2 separate regions of the Sus scrofa genome follow, and region 1 is linked to region 2. A link is a contact called in public HiChIP or PLAC-seq data. All regions are on one chromosome and are shown on one strand. The core of a region is the stretch at or near the end of the contact, and the rest is flanking DNA. Distances in the headings are between cores, read along the strand shown. Region 1 holds the start of FAM208B (protein FAM208B). Region 2 holds the start of IL15RA (interleukin-15 receptor subunit alpha).

Region 1 (3,396 bases), core at 802-3,301, 250 kb after region 2:
CGGGTGGCACGGACCAGCCCAGGAGGACAGTCCTCCCGCGCTGCCTCGGTTTCTGCTGAACCACCCACCCTCCCGGGAAAGACCTCTTCTTTTCACGCCTCCTTTTCAAAGCGAACGGTCCTCAGCGGCCGTGGGGCCTCTACGGAAAGAAAACTGGGGTGCGGACGGCACCAACGCGGAGAAAATGCCTTCCCAGCCCGCGCAAACCACAGGGGCAAAGCTCCGGCCCGGCCGTGGGTGCAGCGGCCGCGAGGATGCAGCGGTCCTCGGACCGGCAACCAAGGGAGACGCGGAGCCGGGGACCCCCGCGGCCCCGCCCCGCACGCACCTGGGAGGCGCTGCCCGACTCCGAGCCGGGGAAGACCGTGGGGTAGCGACTGAGAACCGCAGCAAGGCAGCGGCGAAGACTCTGAAAACCGCCGGCCCGGAGCAGCGCAAGCAGACAAAGTCAATGCCTGCCCAAGCCCCGCACCAGCGAGCGCCCCGACAGCCGCCGCCGCGCCAGCAGCCCCGCCGCGCGCTCCGCCCCGGGGGACCGAGGGGCGTCCCCGAGGGGAGGCTCACCTGTCCGCGCCGCCGCCGCCCTCGCGGACCTGCGAGGGGCGCTCAGGGTCCTCCCCATGCTCCGGGGTGCCGTCCGCCGCTCCGCACGCGCGTCCTGCCCTCGGTCCCACGCCCGCGGGACCCTGCGAGCGAGCCGCCCCTTCCCGGGACTCCCCTCCTCCCGGCTCCCACGGGGCGCCTCGCCCGCGTTCGCACGGACTCGTCAGCCGCGCGCGGGACCCTCCACGTCGCAGCCCGTCCTTCCTCTCCGCCCTTGTGCGGGGAGCGCCGCCAGGGTGACGCGGGGCTGCCCCGAAGCGCCGGCGGGAGGGACACGGGCCTGATGTCCAGGCTCGAAGGCCGCAGGCCCCGCTGCGCTTGTCAGCCCAGCGTCGCCCCTGCCCCAGACGCTCATAGGAAGGCGCGGACGCCGAGACGCCCCGCGGCCTGAGGGAACAGGTCGACTTTATCGGTGACGGGCGCTGGAACCCGGAAGCAAAACCCCAAGCCCACAGGAAGGGGAGATGGGTGGGGGGAAAGAAAGTGAAAACTGAACTGTGGCGTCCCCCGAAGACGCAGGAGCCAATCGCTGAGGAGAAGGAGACGCGCAGGCGCGGACTGGGCCGGCGTCCACGCGGCGCTCGCCTCTCCCCGCTGCGCATGCGCGATGCCACAGCGCTCCCTGGGATTGGACGGCGGACTCTGGCGGGCGCGGCAGCTGGGCGGGGCGGGGAGTCTCTGGTGCCGACGCGTCGCCGGATGCGGAAGGCGCGCAAGGGGAGACGCGGCGGCGCCGCCATAATGGGCCTGCACCTGCTTTGGGGCTCGTTGGCTGCACGTGTCTTTACTTCATTGATTCTCCTGGGATAGGTAATGCAGCAACGCTTTAGTCTTGCCCAAAGACGATGTTTACAAAGTCACGCCCTTATTGCAGTGTCAAAAGCGTTGATCCGCGTACGTCGTTTACGTGATGGTTCCCTAGGAAAACACGTCTAGAGGTGTGACCTCCAGGGCAGAGTTAAGGGACCACGAACCGTGGTGACTCTAGCAATGAGAGCTCTTAGGAGCCACGGACTTAACTGCGAGCCAGGCACTGGGCCGCATAATGAGCAGAATGGTTTATTCCTTCAGTAGCACCTTTAACTCTTCACTGGGGCCGGATGCTGAATTCGGCAGGAAGGCAAGTCAGGAGTAAGCCAGACAAGGACCCTGCACACGTGGGGATTATTCCAGAGGTGGATGATAATCAGTAACAAGTAAACCACCCCCACCAACTTAACGACAGCGGAATTTAACTTAATAATGCTGTGAAAACAAGCCAGAAATGCTGGAGGCTGGAGGCCAGGGCAAAGGAGGTGCAGCTACAAGGTCTCCCTGAACAAGGGACGTTTGAGGTCAAGTCTCCACGATAAAAACGGACCAAACCAGTTCTCAAAGTTGTGGTGGAAGAGCTTTCCAAGCAGAAGACAAAGCAAGTGGAAAGCCCCTAGAAGTAAAGTTGTGTTCACAAACTGGAAGGTTGGCTGTTAAAGCAGAGACTGAGGTATCGTAAATATTTTGCAAAGTACACAAAACCAGTAAGCACAACTCCCTGGTTTATCACAAAGCAAATATTCATGAAATCACTGCCATGGCAAGAAAGAGAACACTACCAAAACCCCAGAAGCTGCTTCTTGTGCCGCCTCTGGGTAGATACCCACTGCCCTTCCCTACCATCAACCTTAACCACTCACCAGGAGTTCCCTTGTGGTGCAGTGGGTTAAGGATCCCGCATTGCCGCTGCTGTGGCGCAGGTAGGATTCCTGGTTTGGGAACTTCCACATATCTTGGGTGTGGCCGAAAGTTTAACCACTATTCTAACTTGCAGGATAATTTCTTCCTTTCCTAACAGGTTTGCTGCCTAAATACACATCCTCAAATTTGCCATTTCCTTTTGCTTGTGGCTTGAACTTTATATAAATGGAATAATTTTACGCCTGGTTTCTTTGGAGTAACATTGTGAGACTCATGTTTTTGTGTGCATTATTCTTTCATTTTCATTGCTATGTGTGTAGCTGTGGATGTAGCACATTTTCAAAAATCCATTTTACTCTTGATAGACATTTGCGTTGTTTCCAGTTCTTGCCTACTGGGAATAACACTGCTTGAATGTTCTTATTCATGTCTCCTGGTTTACGTGGGCGTCAGGTATGTTGGGTGTGTGACATACTAGACATGATAATTTGGATTTTTGCTTCAGCAAATATTTACTCCCTTTGGTCTTCCGCTGTTGGCCAAATTTACTTTTCTACCCCATGGATATTGTTCTTGGTCATATGAGTTCTTTTGGCTGATAGAATACTAGCAAACATGATATATGCAGAGTTTTAAGTGTGCTTGTGTAGTTTGATTTGGCTCTTGAGTGCAGAGATGCCCATGAGGAGAACATGGTCTCATGTAGCTGTTGCCCCATCAATCTGGTCCCTCAGAACAAACATATATGGAGTAGATGGGAATCCAACCTTCAGGCCAAACCCGTGGTAGATCAGCAGCAGCTTAGACATACTGAAGACTGGTGAGCATGAGAATTAATGCTGTTGTCCTAAGCCACTGAGTTTGGAGTGGTTTATGGTACAGCATTTCTGTGGCAATAAAGAAGGCATATATTCAATTTTAATAGATAAAGTCAAACTTTTTGCAAATAGCTTTTACAAAGTTACATTTCCACAAGAAGTGTGTGAGAATTATAGCTTTACATCTTGGCCAACATTTTGTAACTTTAGCTACTCTGAAGGGTGTGTTATGGTTTGAATTTGCTTTGCCTCCAACTTTGTTCTTTTTCCAATATTTGAATAGTTTTGGCTATTCTAAGTT
Region 2 (3,199 bases), core at 382-2,881:
AGAGCACAGCCTAAGGCTGAAGACCCCACATGGGCCCTCTGATTTGGAGCCTTCGAGAGAACCCCACCCGAGTCACCCCTGAGGCATGGACACCGTACCCTGGGAATCCAGCTGTTCGGCAGCCAGGCCATTCGGCCTGAGAAAACAGGTCTTGGAAATTTCTTGTTCTCAGAAATAAAGAGGCCATATTGTCACAGGTGGAAGTGTGTCACCCTAAAAATGTATATGGAAGCCTAATCCTGCGCAACTCAGAAAGTGACCTTAGGTTCATCAAGGGAAAACGAGGTCTGAACCGGGTATGACTGGTGTCCACATAAAAAGGAGACGTTTGCACACAGACAGGCACAGAGGGCAGCCCAGGGAGAAGCCGGCCACGTGACTGCAGTGATGCACCTGCAAGCCCAGAGACACTAGGAATTGCTGGCAAACACCGGAAGATGGAAGAGGCAAGGATCTTCCCCAACGGCCTTGGGAGAGAGCAGTGTGACACCCCGATCCCGGACTCCTGGCCTCCAGAACAGTGAGAGAATCAACTCCTCTGCCGAAAGCCGCCTAATTCTTGCTACTCTGTAATGGCAGCTCTAGGAAACTCACAGCCATTACGAAAGCACAGGGTTGTCTGAGACCCACGTGTTTTCAAAAAGAAACCATCAGCACTGCCCGGAAAAAGGAACAAACCATGGACACACAGCAAGCAACTGGACTGGATGGCAAGAGAGTGAGACAGTGTAAAAAGCTGTGACCTCCAGAGGTCACACACTGCACCTTCCCATCTAAATAACACCCAGATGGCAGGTGCACAGAGATGGAGAAAGAGGCGTGGTGGCCAGGGCTTAGGGAGACGGCAAGAGCTGATGGTGGGTGTGGCTCTAAAAGACTAGTAGCTGGAGGGATCCTGGGGACAGAACTGTCCCCCATCTTGACAGTGGGGGTCACAGACGTCTCCATGGTGACAGAAGTGCCCAGAACTAAGCAGACACAGTGCAATGAATGCGTGGAAAACGGACAGAATCTGAGTGACGCCTGTGGGTTGCATCAGTTGCATTTCCTGGTTGTGCTACTGTCGTTCCAGTTAGGCAGGATGTTACCACGGGGGACATGGTAACTTGTGGCCCAGAGACGCCCTGTCTTGCCTAATTTCACCCCTAGAGCTGGGGATTTCTAATCGTGCCCCTGGAGTTTTCTCACTACACACCCGGTTCTCAACCACGTCAGCCTTAATTGGAGACCCCCAAGAAAGAAAAAGAGCCACCTGCCAACCAGTAGGATGTCAGGCAGACCAGGCAGACTCCTCTAAGGCAAGACACTAAGGCACGGATGAAATTTGTCGGGTCCTCCCTACCGCTCCCCCTTCAAATATTTTAAATTTTCTTGGAGAAGAAAGATGCAGTAGGAGTGAGGAAAGTGGCGGTGCCGGGAGCCGGTGAAGGTTGGGGCAGGCGGCCAGGTCTGCGCTCTGGGCAGGTGACCAGACCAGCCGCGCCGCGGCGACACCCCCGCTGTCACTCACAGTCACCAGCCCGGAAAGGCAGAGCTCAGGCCCCCTCGCCCGCCAGCCCTTAGTCCAGGACAGTCGAAATCGGAGCCACAGGAGGGGACGAGTCGTGGGGGGGGGCGCGGGGGGTGACCGCGTGGAGCCGAAGGCAGCGAAGCTCACCAGCCCTTTACGGAACGAGTTTGCTCCCCCGGAGCTTCGCCCACTCTCTCTGCGCGGGGACACGGGACGAAAAGGGCTGCTGGGGTCACCAGCGGCGAGGAGGGCAAAGCTCGGGGAGGACCCGGGCCTCCGCAGGGCACAGGCCGGGTCCACGCCCCGCGCGCCGGCGACGCAGCGGGACCCAGGCGGCGGCGCGGGGGTCAAGGCGCCGCCGGGGCTTTTTCCAGGGGAGGGGGTGGGGATGCTGAGTCACGGATCTGTCACTGCTTCTCACCTCTCTCCAGCTCTCGGGGGCTAAAGCAAAAGCGAAAGCAAATGCGGCTCGCGGGGCGGCGGGTCCCAGAGTTGCGCCCGCCGCCTCCTCCGGGGAGTCGGCATCTGCGCGCGCTGGCGGCGGGACGTCCCGGCCCGGGCGAGCCCGGGAGGCGGCCGGCGGGGGCGCAGCCAAGGTCGGGCCATGGCCGGGCCGCTCCGGGGCTGCGGGGCCGGCGCGCTCCCCGTGCCGCTGCCGCTGCTACTGCTGCTGCTGCTGCTGCCCGGTCGCCGGCGACACCAGGTGGGGAGTGCGCGGCTGGCGGGGGGCGGGCAGGGGGCGGCCCCGAGGACACGGGGCTGCGCCCGCGCGCCGGGGACACGTGGAGGGACGCGGGGACCGTCGGCCCGGGGTCCCGCGCCCCGACTCGTCTGGTCAAGCAGAGCAAGGAGCGAGTGGCCAGGATTTCTTTCATTCTACGTTTTCCCCAGTTTCGGAGGCAAAGGGAAGAAACCAGGATTGCAATACGGGCTGGGAGTTGGGAGTTTTACAGCAATTCCGAGAAACGCTTGAGCCCCGAGACGAAAGCCGTGCGCGCGTTAAACTGTTTCCACTGGGTCCGAGGAAAATGGTCAGTCTCTACCCTCAGACCCAAGCGAGTTTTACGGGTGGGTGGTGGGACGGGGTGCTCACCGCCTGCTCCCCGGCGAGAGCAGACGGGTCGGGCAGGTTGCATACCTGGAGGACCTGACCACAACCCCCACGTCTTCAGCCTTCGGAAACCGTGACGGCGCGCGGGGCGTGGGGACGGAGAACGAGGCTGGCGACGGCTGGGTGTGTTTGGGAAGAACATTAGGTCGCACGGATATCATTTCAACCGCAAGACTTGAATGTCTGCCCCTACGTCGTAGGTTTTCCTCCCGGAGCCAGACAAGAGGGAGGAGAGAGAAGAGGTGGGTATGGCTTTATCCGCATTGGCGCGCCTTCATCTTTTTGCCGTCGGGGAGTTTTCAGAGGGTCTGAAGAAAGCTACGAACCCTCTCCACAGAAAAAATCATGAATGCACGTACTTGGAAAAGTTGCATATAATTTTGGGGTTAGGAATCCCAGAGACCATCTGGGATTACGTATCTGAGGGATATGTAATCCCATGATCTCTGTGTGTGTGTGTGTGTGTGTGTGTTTAAGGCAAGACTCCTAACAACGTACACCCATCCGGCCAGTCTGCTCATTACTCCATCAGAGCCATCCATCCACAGCTGTGACTGGCTGGCCTGGTGTGAACCCCA

The links. HiChIP or PLAC-seq counts read pairs in DNA pulled down with a chosen protein or histone mark.
Region 1: an H3K27ac HiChIP or PLAC-seq map of alveolar macrophages shows a contact between it and region 2. The contact joins the promoter of FAM208B here to the promoter of IL15RA in region 2. A contact is called at or near these places in 1 of 5 promoter capture datasets (fetal liver) and 1 of 2 datasets of contacts at active chromatin or transcription factors (alveolar macrophages).

Annotation. Positions count from the first base shown.
Region 1 is chr10:65,266,422-65,269,817 of Sscrofa11.1, forward strand. It overlaps FAM208B (protein FAM208B), which reads right to left and starts at 2,052. Exons shown (of 22, transcript XM_021065043.1): 1 at 565-2,052. The coding sequence starts at 1,343.
Region 2 is chr10:65,020,596-65,023,794 of Sscrofa11.1, forward strand. IL15RA (interleukin-15 receptor subunit alpha) reads left to right here and starts at 1,632. Exons shown (of 6, transcript XM_021065036.1): 1 at 1,632-2,213. The coding sequence starts at 1,973.